Linked DNA regions of Bombyx mori: region 1 is linked to region 2. The links are chromatin contacts, called in public Hi-C maps. All regions are on one chromosome and are shown on one strand. The core of a region is the stretch at or near the end of the contact, and the rest is flanking DNA. Distances in the headings are between cores, read along the strand shown. Region 1 has its middle 26 kb from the start of LOC134199968. Region 2 holds the start of LOC101738852 (G1/S-specific cyclin-D3).

Region 1 (5,527 bases), core at 1,528-4,027, 38 kb after region 2:
TAAGAGATGAGAACAAGATCTTAATGTTAGTAATTTTCGGCACGATATGCCCGCGGCCGCTTAGAGACACCTTAAATTGTATTATTTATAATGATTGCCTTGTGTGATGATTATCTAGTTAAATATTAAAGCGTAAGCTTACTATAGTTTCAGTAATTTAAATTGAAATGTTTATGTTACTAAAATAATTGTAGATAGAGATAAGAGACATAGTTTTTTTTTAAGCATGGGGATTTTTTTTATTTTTGCTGGCTGGGTAGCCTTAGGGGCTATTCCAGCTACGTCTGGACGGGTAGGTCAGCTCACGGGCTCAACCCAAGAGAATTTGCTAACACTAGCCCTAGCAAGAGCAGTGCTTTGCAGAAACTACCACTAGATCGGAATCGCGACCCACTGAGCAGATCCGGCGAGAAACTCAGTGGGCTGTGTCTATGGGTTAATTTACTCGTCGAGCTATTCGTCACAAGCGACGGGTTCGGCGAGAACGGTGACCGGTGCTTGAGGTACCTAAAAGCACCGTTAATGGATCGGGAGGATCCGTAATAACGTGTTTAGGGCCAGGGGGCATCGCAATATAATGTATGTACGTAAATTATCTTAATATAAATACAAAGTAACTGATGGTACAAGGACTGGTGAGTCCGTGCGGATAGGTACCACCACCCTGCCTATTTTTGCCGTGAAGCAGTAATGCGTTTCGGTTTGAAGGCTGGGGCAGCCGTTGTAACTATACTTGAGACCTTAGAACTTATACCTCAAGGTGGATGGCGCATTTAAGTTGTAGATGTCTATGGGCTCCAGTAACCACAACTAATGTCAGATAGGCTGTGAGCTCGTCCACCCAAAAAAGAGCAGCTGATCGAGATGCTTCTGTTTGTGTCCTGTGTCTCTGTTTGTCATCGCACCACCCACCACCGAAGCAGAGTTCGCGACCATGCCTTTTGTACTTTGTTTTTATTACAATGTCTTAACCGACGTAGAGATTCAAGGAATTGTTGGGCAACGTCGTTACCTTCAGTATCTAGAACGAACTCCATTACCATGATATGTACACTTCGGTCAACAGCTGCTATTGTTGATCGAAGCATGTACATTTTCAATCGAAGCTTGAAACAGAGCTGTCAGCGTTGAAGGCCGGTTGGGTGACCACACTCGTGGCATTACTGTAGTCCATACCTAATAATTTAATATGATCATTTTCCTTACTGTACATTATAAATCCTCAACGTAAAACAATAATTGCTGACGACAGCTTTCGCCTACAGTTTCTAATGCCTTAATGTAGATACTTACATGTAATAACGTAAGCTAGTGGTCGCCTGGTAGTCGGTATTCGACTATAATTAATTGAAATTATAAGTTTGTACACTATTGAGATTCTATTTTCAAAGACTATTTATTATACTTCTATAATCACAAATTTCGCCAAGACTACACTATAGAAAAATATTAATAAAGACAAACAATATTTAATATATTTTCAATTTGACAACAGACTTCAAAAGTTTGACAATAAATAAATAGTATGAATGCGTGTGTGCGTCAAATACATGATAGTGTGTGTAATGTTTTCTTTATTGATTTAATGTATTACAAATGCATAATTTTAAAGAAATATTAGCATTGTGCACTTCTTCTCTATATTCTCTATAAGTGTGGATAATTTCATACTCCTCCGTCCGCGCAATTTTCGTACAAAGGGATACAAAGTTTTTGCTTCACGTATTAATATATAGATAATATATAGATCCATAGTTTAGTCTTTGTTGTCCAAATTGAAGTATTCATTGTGTTGGCTGAGATTCGGACCAATCAGGTCTCAAGTCGTGATTCTTGTTTGTTAAACTAATGGCGAACAAAAAGAAAACTTGCCATTAACTTTGTTCAGGCCAACGTCTGCTGATTCAAACAATTTGCACGCATGAATACAAACCGTCTTAGGTATCTATTTTTATTGTAACTAGTTTTTATTTTCGTCTGAATACCTACAAGTTCGGTCGCAATAGTACAATTTTCAATGTCATTAATTCGTTTCTTTTCCGACGGAGAGCACGGATAATTTATATTATAATTTAAGCGTCATTGAAGAGTCATTGACTCTTAGCTCTAGGTGAGCGTTGTATGATCGCTGTAAGTGCGTTAGACGATGGAGTAATTAGCGAGATGGCGCCATATGGTACGTCGGGGGGGTCGATCCTCGAGGGATCCGCACATGTAACCCACGCGACACATCGCTTCGAAAAATGGTGCTCCGATAAAAAGCAGTCACAGTCGGAAGGCGTGAGAACGTCGACACGTGGCCACAGCGCCAGACGCTAACTCATTCATACATTTGATTCATAAATTGTGTTCTCGTTTCGAGGGCACATAAATAAGCGAGTTTGTGTAAGCAACCTAAATAAGATGATGAAATCACCGATCGATATGTCGTTTTAGTAAAGCTTTGTCGAATTGTCGAATTATCAGTGTTATTTCTAAACATTTATTGAAGGCACGGGATTATGTATTTAAATATTTTATCCGGACGATCCTCAAAGTATCATAAATACTAATTGACATTTGACTTGGCAATGCAACATCTCGCAATTTTATAATGTACTTTATTCGCGTTTGTAAAACATGTAAGTAGCGGCGCCCCGCACACTATAAATCAAGGACGATTGGGGTCGGGCCGGACGAGAGTTATTTTTGAAATTGCGTGCACAATATTAAGTGTTTAGGTGGAATATGATAATTGCGGCGGCGAGAGAGGCGCCGTAAGCTGACACCGACTATGGGATTACAGAGCGGTCGCCGCGGGAACGCCCGACCGACTCTCCCGCCTCGCTCGCATCGTCTTCTTACGCTTCAATACATGCACTGACTTTTTATTCCCAAGAAAAAAAACAAAACTTTTACTTAAAACGGTTTTACCGAAAACGCACTGTTTTCAAACCAGTGACGATTTTCAGTAATAAAACTGAACAATCACAACAAAGCTATTATTAAAACCATAAATATTTCCGATGTTACAAATTAACATTATGTTTTTTTTTTGTGGCCGCCTTTGGAGGTGGCCGCGGACAGGTACATGTTATGAGGGTGCAGAATTCCTTGAATGGCCAGTCTATTATCATCGAAGACATTCAATTTTATATTTTAGATCATAACAATAAGGTTTATTTTTATAAAACACATTGAGGAATTTCAACTAAAATATGATCATAAATGCAAATACACTATGAACTTTATGGTATAGAAATAAGGTAGTTCATTGATCGAACCTCACGTTGCTTAGGTCAACAAAGGTACTATCAATCAACGAGGCGCCATTGAGGGTTGGACGCGGCTCGTGAGAAACAGTAAACACTTACCAGGTTTATCAGATATAATTTTTTTTCGCTCAGCGGCAGGTCCGGTCAATTAATGGATTGTATCGTTACTAAGATGCTGCTTAGCCTCAGATAGACTAATTATTCATACAGAGTTTGACGGGCATGGTATTATTACCAATACGATTCATCTTTACTGAGGAATGCTGTCGTCCTATCATTGGCCTTCATTATTAATGGAAACCGTCACATGTTTACGGACCAACGTGTATATAATTGTTCAATGTCTAGTTCTTGAAGAACATATAAACTTATAGAGATATGAATCATTTAAAAATTGAGAATTACGTTGATAATTCGTTTCGTGTTCATTGAAGAATGTGTGTAGGTAGACTGGATTGACTTGTTCCGTTTTATTGATTTGAAGAGCCGTGAGGCTCTAAGCGTTTTAGAATTGAAGACAAATATTTGTCGGGGGTTGTGGTCTGGGCGGTCTGTCTCGGGCCCGGCGCACATGTGCGCATAAAAAACTGTGTTGTGTGTAGTATGTGGAGGCCTCGTGTTGACAGTGCGCATAGCTAGATGCGACAAAGCGGTGCGCCGCCGACCACCCTCCTGGAGTACTCGCTTCTTATCAATTCAACTATCACTGTCTCCTGACACATACCTCACTGTCTGCTGGTACAGGATAGTGAACAGTTTAAATATATAAATAATTCGAAAATGACCTTTTCATTACGTGCTAAAAAATCGTGCTTCAGATATACGTGGATAATGAATATGTCTAATACATGTGCCATGAATAACCCTGAAATGGTCAGTCTTGTGATACCACCACTCTATAAGTTAAATAATTAAAGTTCCATAATTTACAAACAAATGAAGTAAACATTAAGAGCATTCCAATGGAACAGAAAATGTCGTGAGAGAGCGTTATCGTAAAGGAAGCTCATCTGTTCTTCTAAATATTTAATTTAGTTGGAAAACGCGTGAGAGAACCGTTGGGACACGTCCCGGGTCTTACAACCGCAATCGTAATGGTAAATCCTACTGATTAGATATCATCCTTGGGAACTGACAACAAAATTAAATAGACGAACATATTTTCTTGCGCGCACATTCTCGTCTAGTTTTTTTAACTATATATAGATAGACTTGTTCAGGGCCCACCTAATATGAAATGGTTACCAGAGATCACAGACATCACAGAGTTAAGGCCACCACCCGGCTAGAATCGCGAGGTTGAAGACTCAATAGTATTTTAATTCGGTTCAGACGAAACGATTGCTTTGCGGCATTTAGATAAGTACCGGGTTACAACAGGCCTTACTAACAGCAAAACGAAGGGCAAGGTATATAGGGTACTTAGCCATAATTTTTCGAAACAATTAATCTAATTTTAACAAAACGGTGTATTGTTGGGACCGCGCCATAAATATGTTTGTGCATTTTATGTAAATTGTTGAAAGATTTATCTGGTAGGTAGTTGGCTGTGCCCTAGCTGAGGTCCACGAGCGACAGTAACCATTCACCACCAGACGAGCTTTATGCCCACCTGTCTTCTGCAGCAATTTTTTTTTGATGAATATTCCTAATGCCAATTCCATTTACTTAAAAAACCGTTATTATCCCCATTTTGACTAATTGATTGATTACAAAGAATGTCTTATTAAATACCTACGTAATTACATAGTACATTTTTGCATTTTCTTATATAAATATTATTCGATGCTGTGATACTGACTGTACACACATAAATGTTCAATACGTTTTCGGAACAAATTATACATAGGTTCGTACGTCAGCATTGTTACAGTTTGCTAGTTTTTTCTTTGTGTTTTACATCAAATTTAACCCTGAGGTAATTAACTGGGCTCAAAACCACATAAATGGAGTATTGTTACAAAACAAGTTCCATAGGTATATTTGAAGAATTCAAACATAAATATCAAAAAGACTCGCACTAAAAAAACATTAAAGGAATGTAAAAACATCGACTAATTAATTGATAGAACATTTCTATTCACATTAGCGTAAATTAATATGGAATGAAATTCGATTCGTCTACTACAGTTCAAAACAAAAGTGAATTCTGTTTGTGTTAGAGGAATATATCTTAATATTTACCTAATGAGACGTGGCGACTGCACGCGATCCATTCTCACGGCCTAACATGGAGAAAAAAAAGAAATTCTCGAAATTTTAACGCTGTAGAT
Region 2 (5,626 bases), core at 223-2,722:
AGATGTGTTCCAACGAGTTCAATCATATACGCCCTGTCAATTATTTATTTTGTATCAACGATAAGTGCGCAACGGAGCGTCAGCTGTGTGCGTGTCAAAATCAGCTGATTATTCAAATAGAACGAGCACGGAGTCGCATCGGTCGGCGACCGCGCCCGCTCGCGCTACGTACAGGGGCCCCTCGGTTCTCATCGCTCCAGTCACCTCGCAGCTAACTTGATATCAATGTACCTACCTTCGCTTTGCGAACATTATGAGCCTTTTTGTTATAGAGTAGGTATTTATTTTGTCATTATTCCACTGCACTCGGTTAAGTGATTAGTTAATTAATATTTCCTACTAGCAAAAAAAGAATAAAAAATCTTATAAGAAACTACTGATACAAGAATGCAATCAGCTGATCATGTAAACAACGTCACAGTTTCTAGTGAAATTTGGTAACCCGAAATCTGATTTTACAAACGTTGATAAACTAGATAGTGAAAAAACCTTTAGTACCTAGTACTTATTTCGAATCATAAATGGAACACTGAATGATAGGCACAGACATGAACTCGACGGATATTGAGTTGGAAGACAGTGCGACTTAGTTCTTACCGATATGGTAACTGTTTTAGGGAGCATACGAAATCATTGATGTGGATGTCATGTCCAAGACTGGAGTTACCTACACGTGGCTGGGAAACGAGACAAAATGGCGTTCAGCGGCACGAGTGTTGGTTTGCGGGTGCGGCATGCGGCGCGGGTGCGCTCACCTCTAGCATCCACTCGGCGACGAGACGGCGCATGTGAGGTGTGATCTCGGTCTGCACAGTGCCGAAGTAGTTAGCGGTGACGGCATAGCGCTCCTCGGTCCGCAGCAGGTTGTCGAGCACGCGGCGGCGCAGCAGCACCGGGTCGGGTGCAGCAGCTTGCGGCAGCCGCGGTGCGCCCTCGCCACTGCCGGGGCTGACGCGTTCCGCGCACAACAGCTCCATGTTTATCCGAACGGTCACGTACGCGTCGCGAAGGATATGATTTGTTCTGCGCGGAGTGCTCGACAGCTGATCGGTCGGGAGCGAGCGCCGGAGTGTTGCACGTAGTGTTGCGACAACGACGAGCGCCCGAGTCGCAGTGAGCGGCCGGTGCGAGACTCGCCCGCCGACCGAACATAATAATATGATCGGAGCGGCGCGGCGCGGGGGCAGGGCGGTGCCAGTGAGGCCCGCACGCAGGTTTCTCCCATTCGACGGCGTCCAAATAATAATACATAACATATTTCTTGCTCACTCACATCTCACTCCAACTTCCAAGTCTCGTTTTTTTCTTTCTATTGACCGCTCCAGGCTCAATTACATTATGTAATTAAAATTAAACAATGTCATGAAAATTTATTGTAAATGGTAGAAATAGACCTACAGTTTGAAAATCAAAAAGTACGAGATCTTATTCTTTATTCAATTCAAAATTTAACATTAAACTTATTTAAGCTCTTCAAACCATTTCTTTTTTGACAACTAATATGCAATACCTATTATCAAAATTTCATCTTCTCGTTTCATTCAACTATTAGAATTTGAATTGAATCATCAGTGTTGCCGCATTTTTCGACAACAGTTTTTTTTATATGTCAGTACTATCGCTGTATGTCAGTACAGAGTTGGTCAATATACCTTTTTTTGTATGTTTTTATTCTTCAATTCGTTTTCTTAATTGCACAATTTTATGGTTCAGTCTACCATATTCTTGGAACGACTGTGTTCTTCTCTATCTACGGCCGAATCGCCTCATTACCTAGGGGAGTTTTTTAACTTCAGTGGGTAAAGTCCCTTTCAACAAGAAACGTTTAAGTACAACCTCTCATTTCTTAAAAAGAAACTGTCTAAGATCTACTTGTTTCTGGAGTACATTTTAATTTTACATCAATATATGTACTTAATTCAGTTTACGTACCGATTTGGACCAAACTTTATGGCAATTCACAAGATGCAATATAACGCTTATAATATTAGTCTATTACCATCTATCTGCGGAATAAAAGTTACTTTTCGCGATTAATTGAAACGGATTCAGGTTTTCGACCCGAAAATCAGTGGCAGAGCCGCAATCGTGGTAAAAACTTAATAGCTTTTTATGTGTCTGGTATCCATTGATTTTAACTATCCGAAGTTAAAGAAAAAATAAGGAAAATATCGCTTTGAAATTTTAGTTAGTTTAATTTCAATTTTCAGTCAGGGTTGGATTAAGCAGTAATTTTAATACTGATGACAAATACCGATATGAGATTTCATTTATCTTACAATTTATCACACATTTTTAAAATGAACCTATTCTATATAACAATGTTGATAATTTAGTAAAGACCTTTTCTCCTCTTTTCGTCAACCTATTTTCTTTTTGTTTAGTATAATTTTAGTTTAAATTAAATTTGGGAACAACTAGCTTTTTTCACGCCTTTACACGAAACAATTATTTTTTACCGACACGCTGGTAGCCTAAGAGGCTATTCTAGCTACGCCCGGACGGTGAGCTCACGGGGTCAACCTGATAGAATTTGCTAAAGCAAGCCCTAGCGAGAGCAGTGCGTAGCATATTCTACCACTTGATCGGAATCGCGACCCACTGAGAAGATCCGGCGAGAAACTCAGTTGACCGTGTCTCCAGATTAGTTCGCTCGTAATCGACGAGCTCGACGAGGACGGTAACCGGTGCTTGAGGGTCCTAAAAGCACCGAGAGTGAATCCGGGGGATCTGACAAGATCTATGTTTCGGGCGACTATGCGTTGCCCCGTCGCGGCCGGATAAAGGCGAAACAATGCTGAAATTACATAAAGTGAATTTAGATCTTGAGATGACAGTTGATTAAAAACGAATTTACACCATGCATAGTCGTTTTAAAATAAATTAATCACTCAGATAGAATGGTATTATAAATATTAATTATGTTCTCTTACTTTTAATTTCTCAGTAATTGGTAGAAAACAATAAATTTACATGACGCTAAATATCGTACAAGTTTTGCGCTACATTCCACCAATTTGATTGCAAAAAACCGTTCTAAATCCTCTTTGGTGGCGGGCTGTAAAAGGTCGATCAACTATTTCGCGGGCGTTTTTGTTAAATCATAGCAAATTTCTAATTCAAAAATGCACCCAAAATACTTGGTGATTACAATAGTTTTTAACCACATCGCTTGGTCGAATTTATAAGAAATCTTAACGAGGAATTGGAAATAACATACTTTAAAAAAAAATAGATATGTATTTTTCGAATCCACAGGTAGCAGCGCAAGGCACGGTTAGTGAAGCAAGTTTATAATTTTTATTAGGAAATACGAACATTGTAGAACTCGTTGTATGAAAATGGTCAAATTCTTGAGTAGTCTGCGACCATGGTGACGTTCCTTTGGAAATCAACAGCCAATATATATTTACTTCGTATTCTTAGTCCGCACTAATGCGATGAACTGGCATTGAAAATGTTGAGAATTCCTGTTCTAAAACGGTTTTTTTGAAGGGGAACGTGTTGCGATGTATTGACTGGGCTTAACTTAGACTTGGTCAATGCTATGGTTGCAGGGCCGAATGCACAGGAAGTGCGCTATAACTCAGCGCCATTAATCATCGACTGCCCGGCTTCCATCAATAGACCTCGCGAGTGCGAGGGTGACACTTTTATTGTTTCACCGAATTTTTTTGCAGCGGATACGCTTGTGGTCGTGTTCAAAATAATGTAAGGCCCTAATTTTATTCACGTCTACGTGCATAAAACAGATAGAATTCTGTTTACATGTACGTATGCCACCCACCTTGATAAATTATAATGGTTGACCATTTTAAATATGGAATGTATGACTGCTTCGCGAAGTACCTATGTATATAGATAGGAAGGTGGAATATGTCCGTAAGGGCAGACAACGAGTACTACCATCATAAAAATATCCATTTTTAATTGAAATATAGTTTTAAGAATTTGTTCCCTTTTGTTTTTGGAATATGGGCACCACTTTAGGTTGTCAATTTTAGTGTACTCCTCATAAACCATTTATTGTATTTGTTGCCTAACAATAGTGATCTAAATAGTACCTTATACGAAAACATTGAGAACGTGAACACATAATTGGGTTGTGAGTTGTGAATTGTTATTTCCGCAAAAAAAAAAAAACAAAGAAAGGCTTTGAGTTATAATAGGCACAGAAATATTTTAGACCTTTGACCGGATACGTTTTTAGTTCCTTGCCTGTATTGAAATGAGCAGAACAATGAACAGAATTTCAAAACACGGCAACAACGTGCTGTTACTAGTGCGAGCGGGACATCGTCCTTTCTTAGAAGTCCGACACAGCATATTGTAGTATAGTCACAGTTGCTGAGATTACGTATGCTTTATTTTAATGCCATAACCGTAAAACACAATATTAATATAAAAGTAATAATTTAATTTTTTTTAACGATTTAGAGAAACTTAAATTTCAATAAGTATGTACCAAATTAGACTGTGACACATATTCGTAAATTTTATAGGTCTTAAAATACTTTTCAACACTGAAGGTGTATGAACGTCTGTTGTGTTCTAATTCAATACAAACATGCATTAATTTCGTATCAACATAAAATACTGCTCTAACACTTAATTCCCTTAAGTTTTGGGAATTTATTGTGGGCCCAGCAACATCGAATGGAACGCGGCGAAATGGAATGCAACCGGGACTGTTGGTCGGCCGAACCGCTACTAAAGGTAATAAGTAACTTAAGTATGCTTATAGGCTCTCTGTATAATGAATAAATAAAATTTGAAATAAGTACAGCGAAAAATAACAAAAAAGCAAGCTCCTTTTGATAAAAAGTTTTACAGCTTTTTAATACGCCGCGTGTTTTGCCGTAAATATTTTTATTTGATACACGAAACATTATCGTTCTGCAGCATGTTTTAGCTTATACTTTTGCGTGGGTACAACATTTTAAAATTATGTGACTCATTGAGAGTTGTCTTAATTTATTTTAATACAAACCTTAAACGTTGCAATCGATTGAAACACAAACTTTATTCATGGGAAAATACACTGCAGCAGAATGAAATGATAGGTTGGGGAAAAAGTCTTTTCGCGTTATAGTATGTATGAGCTTGTAATAAAATCTCTTTGGCTATACCTACTATTTGTATCTGGCTGGTTTTGTTTATTAAAAGTTTAAATTTTAAAGAAGATAATTCCAAATTCAAATTGTGGACAGGAAAATGTGTGATTCTTATTTATTTTTCGTACTGTCAAGATGAGTGAATCTAATGAAGATATTCGATACATTTTAAAATTTTACTACAAAAATCGCACCCTTTTTCAAGACGCTGATAACTGGTGATGAAAAGTGGATATCACGTACGACAAGAACGTGCGAAAAAGGTCGTGGTCAAAGGCCGGTCAGGCTTCACAGACAGTGGCGAAACCCGGGTTAACTCGCAACTAGGTGATGCTGCGTGTATGGTGGGATTTGAAAGGCATTCTTTATTATGAGCTGTTACCACCAGGAAGAACCATCGATTCTGAACTCTACTGCGAACAACTGATGAGATTAAAGCAAGAAGTTGAGAGAAAGCGGCCGGAATTAACCAACAGAAGAGGTGTGGTTTTTCATCATGCTAACGCTAGACA

Evidence for each region. A called contact is a pair of places that touch in the nucleus more often than the background predicts.
Region 1: a contact with region 2 is called in a Hi-C map of whole pupa, with 1.4 times the contacts expected there. The contact joins the enhancer-like site here to the promoter of LOC101738852 in region 2. A contact is called at or near these places in 3 of 7 Hi-C or Micro-C datasets (all in whole pupa).

What each region holds. Positions count from the first base shown.
Region 1 is chr13:6,580,549-6,586,075 of ASM3026992v2, forward strand. No RefSeq gene overlaps it. Among protein-coding and RNA genes, the nearest start is that of LOC134199968, 26 kb to the left of the region's middle. Within about 2 kb of position 2,778, at least 6 of the 8 cell types and tissues checked have open chromatin away from gene starts, as enhancers often do.
Region 2 is chr13:6,544,098-6,549,723 of ASM3026992v2, forward strand. It overlaps LOC101738852 (G1/S-specific cyclin-D3), which reads right to left and starts at 1,473. Exons shown (of 5, transcript XM_004927873.5): 1 at 756-1,473. The coding sequence starts at 1,256. It overlaps LOC134199969 (a long non-coding RNA gene), which reads left to right. Exons shown (of 2, transcript XR_009974674.1): 2 at 618-1,478.